3 separate regions of the Sus scrofa genome follow, and all the other regions are linked to region 2. The links are chromatin contacts, called in public promoter capture Hi-C and targeted proximity ligation maps. All regions are on one chromosome and are shown on one strand. The core of a region is the stretch at or near the end of the contact, and the rest is flanking DNA. Distances in the headings are between cores, read along the strand shown.

What was found. Promoter capture Hi-C pulls out the DNA fragments that hold promoters and counts their contacts.
Region 1: a contact with region 2 is called in a promoter capture Hi-C map of liver, with 5 times the contacts expected there. A contact is called at or near these places in 1 of 5 promoter capture datasets (liver), 8 of 47 Hi-C or Micro-C datasets (brain, fetal heart ventricle, fetal skeletal muscle and 2 more) and 1 of 2 datasets of targeted methods (skeletal muscle).
Region 3: a targeted proximity ligation map of skeletal muscle shows a contact between it and region 2. A contact is called at or near these places in 1 of 47 Hi-C or Micro-C datasets (fetal heart ventricle) and 1 of 2 datasets of targeted methods (skeletal muscle).

What each region holds. Positions count from the first base shown.
Region 1 is chr5:32,046,239-32,049,146 of Sscrofa11.1, forward strand. It overlaps DYRK2 (dual specificity tyrosine-phosphorylation-regulated kinase 2), which reads left to right and starts at 1,376. Exons shown (of 3, transcript XM_021091961.1): 1 at 1,376-1,841; 2 at 2,453-2,601. The coding sequence starts at 1,793.
Region 2 is chr5:31,871,720-31,874,689 of Sscrofa11.1, forward strand. No RefSeq gene overlaps it. Among named protein-coding and RNA genes, the nearest start is that of DYRK2, 170 kb to the right of the region's middle.
Region 3 is chr5:32,023,496-32,026,539 of Sscrofa11.1, forward strand. No RefSeq gene overlaps it. Among named protein-coding and RNA genes, the nearest start is that of DYRK2, 23 kb to the right of the region's middle.

The DNA.
Region 1 (2,908 bases), core at 126-2,625, 170 kb after region 2:
ACTGTAACTTTGAAACATTCATTTGGGGGCATTTGTATAAAGCTGAGTGTGATCTTGCTGGGAGGTTGTTATGACAATTTGCAAACAGTAGAGGCGATGGGACTCCGCAGGAGGTGGCCCGGTTGTGATTTGAGTCTATACTAGCTTCTGCCTGCACACTTGGTCCAGCCAGGGGCCCTAGGATACATAAGACAGATGATAATGGACCCAGGTCCCCAGAACTTCAGAAATCTGGCACCTCTCAAAAAGCGCAAGGCAAGGAGTGTTGCAGCTCCGTCATCAGGGATTGCCTGACCTCCTCTACCCCTTTTGAAGTGACAAAAACCTGTGACCTTTGGATAAAGGCGCGTGTCATGTATGACAGAGGCGGGTTCGAGATGCGCAAGCAGTTTTTCAGTCTGCAAGGGTAAGAGGCTGTATATGGCAAATGAAGAGGACGGGGAAATTCTCTGCGTGTCTTGTCTGGGAAGAGGAAAAAGACTTGGATGTAAAGAATTAAAGGTGTCTCTCAGGAAGGTGTGTCTCTCCCATGGGCAACGCAGGGGAAAGACTCTGAGTAGTGAGGAAATGGGAGGTGTCTCTGATGTTTATTTTTGCCTAGCAACCCACAGCCAACTGCTTCCCCGGCAGCCGTCCACACGCGCCTCTCAACCTCCCCTTGTCCTAGCGACTGGAGAGCGGTCACTCGGTGTCAGTAAATCGGGGAGGGAGTGTGTGTGGTAGAGGTGGAGGTGGGAGGTGCAGCCCTCTCCTCGGCCCACTTTCGGGGTCACCAGGCTAAGGCAAGGCCCTCCATCGGGCTGGGTTTACCTTACCGAGGTGACCCTCGCACAATTAAGTTATGTACATGATGACTTGTGGGAAGGGGGTGGTTAAGCCACTGGGACCGGGAAGGCGGGGGTGGGGGGGCAGTATTGTTTGTGAGCGGCCTTTTAAGTTAGGAAAGCTGAAAATGCATGTGTTTGGGGGCGCTCTCGGAAGGGGAGGGCAGGGTCTCTGCAGCGATTTCGGTGGGAGGGAAGCAGCGGTAGGTTGCGCTGTAGGGAAGGCGGGGTGCAGCCGGGGCGGGCGAGGCCGAGGAGGAGTAGGGAGGGGAGGGGAGTAGGTTGTTAGCTGGGGAGCCGAAGGGAGAGGTGCAGATGGCCGGAGGGAAGCTGAGGGCGAGCAAGTGGAGGCGGCAGAGTTTTCCAGCGCGTGGAGGGGTGGCTATGCAGATGATTGGGTGGCAGGGAGGGACTCCGGTGGGTGGCTGGGTGGGGGAGGGGTGTGCGCGAGAGTGTGTGGCGCGGCTGGGGGGAGTCCGGGGGCGGGGCCTGCTTGGCAGCGGAGGGAGCGGGGGCGGGGCTGCCCTCCCCGGCCGCGCGGCGCGCGGGCGCCTGGCGAGTGTGCGCGGGGGCGCGCGTGCGCGGCCCGGGAGGAGGCTCCCGAGCGAGTCGGCCGAGGCGGCGCAGCCCGCTCCCCCGCGCCCTATGTGAGGGAATCGGGGAGGCCCGCGGCGCGCCGGGGAGGGCGAGGCATGTGCACGGGCCGGGGGGTGCTGCGGCCGCCCGAGGAAGAGGAGGACGGCGGCGGCGGCGAGGAGAGTGGAGGGCTCGCGGCGGCGGGCCCGGGCGGAGGGGATGCAGTGGACTGTGTGTGTCTGGCTGTAGCTGACGCGAGGCGGCGAGGAGGCGCCGGAGATCTGCGAGAAGGGCGACCGGGAGGCGGCGGCGGTGGCGGCCGCGAGAAGTAGCAGCAGGACGGGCGGCGGCGGAGACGGCAGCCCTGAGATGCATTTTCCTCTCCAGCGGCCATGTTAACCAGGAAACCTTCGGCCGCCGCTCCCGCCGCCTACCCGACCGGTAAGGAGGCCCGGGCCCCGCGCCGCCCTGGGCTCCCGCCCCCGTGGCCCCAGCCGGCCCCCGGGCCGGCCCTCGTGGCGCGGGAGCCTGCTGCCAACGGGACCTCGAACAAAGTCTGCGCCGCGGCGGGGCGGCTGCAGGGATCCTGGGGCGGACGGCGCGCCCTCGCCTCGGCTGGGCTCATTGTTGCACGCGGGCCCCCGAGGCTCCCCCGAGCGGGCCGGCAGGGGCCGTCCGGGGCCTCCCCACCCGGGGCTCGGCGAGGCGGTGGCGGCGCCCAGGCTGGCGGTGCAGCCCCTGTCCCCGCCTGCAGCTGCCAGCAACGTGTGCCGCCGGCCTCGCCCCTGCCGGGCTCCCCTGAGGGGTCACGAACTCGCCTGCGCGCGGGGGCCCGACTTAACTTTGCAGCAGCCTGAGCCCCGCCCGCGGGGGCGCGCCGGGGATCCGCGTCCCCGGCCTGCCAACGCTCCCCGACCGCCCGCGTTTACTGTCCCGGCTCTGCCCGGGGGAGAGCGGGCTCCGCAGCCCAGAGGGGTGGGGCGGGGCCACGGGGTCCGGGTGACTTTCTTCCCCTTGACCCTCTTTTGTCTCCTCCCGCGCGTGGCTGCCAGGCCGAGGAGGGGACAGCGCCGTTCGTCAGCTTCAGGCTTCCCCGGGGCTCGGTGCAGGGGCCCCCCGGAGCGGAGTGGGGACCGGCCCGCCCTCCCCCATCGCCCTGCCGCCTCTCCGGGCCAGCAACGCTGCCGCCGCAGCCCACACGGTGAGATCCAGCCCGCGGGCAGCGCGAGGAGACGGGGCGGGAGGGGTCCGGGGCACGAACCCTCGGACTTGGGGGATCCTGCGGCCGGGAGAGGATATAGAGGTCGAAATGCGAGTGTCTCCACGCCCCTGGCCAGTGGCGTCTCCGGGACGCCGCCCTCTGGAACTTGGGCGAGCCCAAAGCTGCAGCCACAAAGGAAGATTCGTGGCGTGGGCCCCTCACTTCCCCTCCGAAGCCCGCCCACCCCTGCCCTTCTTTTCCTCGGCACTTCCTCCTAACTGCTTTCCTTCTCTCTTCTCCCTTTTTT
Region 2 (2,970 bases), core at 27-2,526:
TCCAGAAGGAGCGAATTCTATTCTTTCATTCACCAGCTAGTCCTCCCTGAATGTCTTGGAGGAGGTAAGACAAGCAACAGAGAGAAAAGGGGATATGAATGGAGGCCAGGGATCCAGCAGGAAGTACTGGCCCTTGGGACCAGCCCAGGGGGCTGCTTGGGTGGGAGGTGAGGCTGCACAGGGAGGGAGGAGAGACAGGAGGGTGAGGAGCCTCCTGAAATACACCTGCCCCCCCACCCTCCACCCGCGCCCCGCCCCGACTGTCAATACTGGGTTGGTGCCTCTTTCTGACTTTGGGCCAGACATGGATCACTGTGATAAGTGTACTTTCATGTCATATGCTCATTAGAATATCACAAAAATGAGCGCACAAGTGTAGGTGACTATGAGAAGTCAATCTAGTCCTGTTTATATTTTCCCTTTTATTTTGAATGTTTTGCTTGATTTCCTTTCATTTTGAAGTTGCTTGTCGGATATCGCAGAGATTACATTTGCCTGATGATCTCAGCCAGAAAGCGATCACGGAAGCACCATTCATCAGGGACACCAAGCATTTGCTCTTAGGAGCACGCTGTTTGCAGAGGGCAAAGCCAAGAGCCGCCTAAGCGCGGAGAAATGCAGAACTGGTTTCTTTGACTAGAAGGACGAGTGGAGAGAGCGCCCTCTTGTGGAACTTGACTCATTGTCTAATCTGCCTGGCAACGGGCTATCTTTTGCAGCTCTTTAAGCCAATGGCTATTTTCTTTCCGTGAATTTGAGGATATTCTTAGAAGATTCTGAGTAAAATTCCCGGCGTCATTTAATATCCACCAAGAATTGATGATTTCAGATCAATGTGCAATGCAAAAGACAGCATTACCTATTTATTTTAGAGCACCAGATTAACTGTGAATTGTCTTTCAAGCTGGTGTGTTAGATAATTATATTTCAGTGCAAAGCCTTACAAAATAGGGTTTTGCAATTAGTTTTTAAAAACTACCTTTCCCACCTGGGTAGGAATTAAGCAAAGCCCAGGCAGTTTGGAGCTATTTTTAGTCCTGATTAATTATTAGGCCAAGATAATTCCAAGTTCAGCTGCTTATTCCGAGGAGACCTGACAGCTGGACTCTCAGGACAGCCTGGGGTCAGAGCGGACATTGTAACACAATGGTGCCCTCCCCACCTCTGGGGAGAGTGTGGGGGTGGCACTTTCGATGACACTGGTATCAGCTTTGCCAGCCTGGAGTTAGTGAGCGGAGGAGAAACTGCTGATTCAGGGGCCTGCAGACATGGCTGTTCTTGCTGCAGTGAAAATAGGTCACTAATGACATGTGGCAATAAGCCAAAAAAAGGCGGCCAGGAGCTCTGAAACGGCTGCTGGTGGCAAGATCCATTTTGCTAGGACTTCAGAAAGCAAGCAATGTGCTTGAATTGGTTTAGAACTACGGCAGGGTTGCAGAACTCACATGCCCGGATGGTGATCTCTCCTCCTTGCCTTGACTTTCTTAAACATTCAAGTTTTTATTGTTTCAGTTTATCCCATTTCCATTCTCACGCACTGAAATAACTCTGGGGCTCCTGCTTCTTAGCTGAACAGCCAAGCTGCTATGATTCTTTTTTTTTTTTTTTTTTCCTCCAAGGGTAGAGAGCAGGATGGAGAGAGAGAGGACATGATCTCTTTGATTCCTTATATGCTGACACTGAAATGATTCTGGGCAGTCTAGTCCATGCCACGCCCATCTTCGTGAAACCATCCATCTCTGTGATTTTAAGGAGAAGTGTCTGGTGGGGCCATTACATGATAAAATAGTATTTCACTTCATATTGGAATGGACTGATGTTTCCTGTGACTCCAAGTAGTTCCCTAAGCAGAAGAGGGGCATTGTGGAGAGGAAGGCAGGGCCCAGATTCCTGGCTCTGCCTCCTAAGTTTTGATTTCATAGATCAGGAAGAGGGGCCCAAGATTGTACAGTTGTAAGCCTGCAGGTGACTACATTTCAAGAAGGTCCACAGTGGCTTCATCACTGCCCTCACCTAAGAGATTTCCATGTCCTAGAGCTTCTTCCACTAGACTGTGAGCAGCAAAGGAGTAGGGACCACATCTCTTCATCTTTGAGTCTCCAGACTCCAGAGTCATGCCCAATACAACTACTAGTTAAATGGTTGTTGAATGAATGAATGAATCCTATTGGCTGATCTGCTTAAAACAGAAGTGGGTTTTCTAAAGGCTTGGGATTATCTTAAAAGGGATATTGGTTGCACTGAACGTAAATGATGGATTGTAAATCACTGGAATTAATATTAAAAACACAATGGAAGAAGGAGAAATCAGACAGTGTCCTCTTCCCAGGCCTTTCCAGGTTGAAGAAGAAGAGCTGGATTCGGGGAAGAGGCTGAGCAGAGGAAAGGTGGGCCCATGACATTTCACAAGTGTTTTACCCATAATTTGAAGTCTGGGGCAGAGTATTAAGCAGGTGATCTGGAGGCTCCCCTCTGGAGCTCCCCTCTTCCTCCCATGCATTGAACCTCACAGGGCAGAGTAGGAAATGGTCCTTAGGTCAGAGAGGGTTTTCAGTGCAGTTTGTGTCTTGGAGACTGCAAATAAGTGTGTAATGCCTGGAGATCAGCTCCTGGGACCCTCCAATCTGTGTGTTTGTTCATTTAGATGGGAACAGAGGGGAAAATAGAGTTTGAGTCGGGTTTATTGGAACCCATCCCCCCATTCCCGTGCTCCAGCTGCACCGGCCTGTCCTCTCCTCATACCCTACCTCACACTCTATCAACACCATTGCACTGGGGGTTTTATAGCATAGATGACTCTGCTTCTGCCTTCTAACCAGCCCAGATCCGGATAACTTGAACTTATCATTTATGACTTCATTTAGCAGTCACCTCTTACAGGAAGTTTCTTAGCACATCTCCTCTGTGTTCTCAACATACCACATGAAGATCTTACTCACTCATTTATTCAACAGTTATCTATGGAGCTCC
Region 3 (3,044 bases), core at 451-2,950, 150 kb after region 2:
GAAGAGGCATGTAAACTAGTTCTGATATTGAAACAGAAATGATATGTTCATTGGCAAAGGTATTAACACTTTTAGGGAAAAAAAATACTGAGTTTTTGCTTGGCCTTACCTTGTAGTAACAGAGTAATGAAATTTGGTCCTAGAATCCCAGGAGTGAGCACTGTGTACCAGCTCCTGCAGGTAAGCTCAAGAGGAAAACAACTGCAGGTGCAATGAACTTGTACTATAGGGCTTACAGACCTCATCCCATCCTACCTTCACAGTGACTCTGAAAGACAGGTTATTAGACCTTCTATGCAGATGTCATTAATAGTAGCCCTAACCATCTTCACTTGTAAAAAGATGTAAAAGCCTTTTTTTTTTTTTTTTTTTGTCTTTTTGCCATTTCTAGGGCCACTCCCTCAGCATATGGAGGTTCCCAGGCTAGGGGTCGAATCAGAGCTGTAGCCGCCGGCCTACACCAGAGCCACAGCAATGCCAGATTCAAGCCGCATCTGCAACCTACACCACAGTTCACGGCAATACCGGATCCTTAACCCACTGAGCAAGGCCAGGGATTGAACCCGCAACCTCATGGTTTCTAGTTGGATTCGCTAAACACTGAGCCACGACGGGAACTTCAAAAGCCAATTATTTTTTAATTGTAGATCATTTTAGAGACAAAGATAAAACCCGTGTTAGTTTAGGCACGGCTGACATATGGAAAAGTATGGAATTTTAAACCAGAAAACCTGCTTTAAAGTCCTGCATTTGCCATTAACAAGTTGTGTAACTTTGAGCAAGGCATCTTACTTTAAGCCTCAGTTCTTATCTGCTATAAAAAGGAAGATATTAATAACTTAACCTGACACCCAGAGCTTTCAGATGAAGTAGCTAGTCCAGTTTATTTGGGGTCATGATTCATCACAGGTACCCAGCGGAAGAGGCCAGGAAGGGCGAGGTAGATTGTCAATCCTCAAAGAAACCCGGGGCTTGGCTCACAATTTTGCTCACGGGCCAGCTCTTCCTCATAAATATCTTTACTCACACACATCACTGTGGCTCTTTATCCAACTTTAACTGCCAGATTTCTATAAAACTGTCATAAATTACAAGATTAAAACATTGAAAGGCTTATGTTTTTGGTATTAGGTTCTCTTAAGATATATATCACTTATATATAAATAATAGAAAAATGACTGTATCCCCGGATTAGCTGGAGAAAGTATCAGGTAAACACAAGCTGAATACCCATGAAAGGAAATCAAAGCCATTCATTCAGTAGGCTAACTCGATTCCACGGAATATCTCAACTCCTAACCAAATAAAAAATAGACCAAAACAGAGGAAATCACCAAAAAAGACATGTTGCAAGATGGTCATCTAGTTGGGAGACACTTTCCCGGTACAGACGACTTAATGTTTGATGAAATTTAGAAGTAATATTGAGACGAGTCCTCCAGTCCTAAAAGTTTAAGGTTTAAAGCTCAAATCTTCTCTGACACCTTTTCTGCGTGGCTAAATAGAGAAGTTTTTCGGGAGTATTTCCATAAGAGTTTCCCATGTCAAGCTGCTCTCCATGGGAGATCAAGGTGGCCACAGTGACATAAAGCTGCCCCCTTGAACACAAGACCTGGCCATTCTAAAAGGCAGTTTAGAATGTGAGCATGTAACTAAGCAGGTGCAATCCCATATCAGCTGGAGCTGCAGATCTGAGGCTTAACTGAGGCTGAAGGATCTGCTTCCAGCCTCACCCACAGGGCGGCTGGCTCATACACAACTAGGTTCATTATGGACTGACTCACAAGAAACTTAGGAAGGCAAGTGATTGCCAGGCTAAGTAATTTAGCAGAAAAACATTTCCCCACTTCCCTATCCTCCCTCTTACTTTTGGGTGTTATATAGTGACAGCACTGTGTCTTTTTATGAGTTAGGAGTGCTCTGAAGTGCAAAGTGTCTGCTAGAGCTGGGGTGGAACTCATGCTATGGCCTTCACTGCTTGAATGGAGGAGCCTAAACATCTGTGTGACCTTTGGTAAGATAGCCTACAGTCCACCCCCAACTAAACTGAAGACCAGGAAAACAGTAACACATTTGTATCACAAACAGTAACAAGTTTGTATCAAGGGTTCCAACTTCTGGGAGAGGGAGTTCCAGTAAAATAGTTTAAAGCACCAAAAGGGGGAAGCACGGTGAGAACCCAGCTTTGGAGGAAAGAACTGCTCCCTTGGATGAACTGGTGAGCACTTCAGGAATTGCCTTTCTGGAGAACTGAGCATAGCTCCTAGACGTGCTGGAGTGGCTTTGTTTCAGGAGACTATTCTGCAGTCGCACCATTATAGTCACCAGGATTTGAATCTAGAGGGAAAATACACTTTTGTCTGAACAGTGATTTGAATACGCACATGCTTAGCTTGTTTTTGAGGGAGACCAACTGGGGCCACCAAGGTGTAGAAAATGCAGCCAACAATGCAATGAGGACTCAAGAGGAGGAAAAGGTCTAACTAAGTTTTTGAACACAACTGCTTCACAATGGAATGGCCTCTAGAAAGGCTGATTTTCCAAAGTTTCAAGAGCAAAGACTTAATTTTTTTAAAAAAGACATGTATTTTTAGAAGAACCAATACCCATTTTTTACTAGTAACAAGATTAAATGTCTTGCCTTTGAAAAACTAACAAGCCTCCTTCACCAAAAAGAGAGCCAGTGATTTCTTTGTTTATATCAAGTCTGACACTAAGGTGGGATATCACTGGACGAAACTAGCAGAAGCATGAAACACCAGACGTGAAAACAGCGATGTTCTTTTACCTGGAATATCTATGTCCAGGATTTTGAACAAGTTCTTCACGACTTGCAAATCTGCATCAGTTTTCTTCGACACATCCTAGTACAGGGATACTTGTAGGTACATAGAGTTTAGATTCTTATACAAACATTCCTTTTCCTTGTTGATTTTACATGAAATATATATACATTTTTTGTCTTTTTAGGGCCGCACCCATGGCATATGGGGGTTCCCAGGCTAGGGGTCTAATCGGAGCTACAGCTGCCAGCCTACGCCACA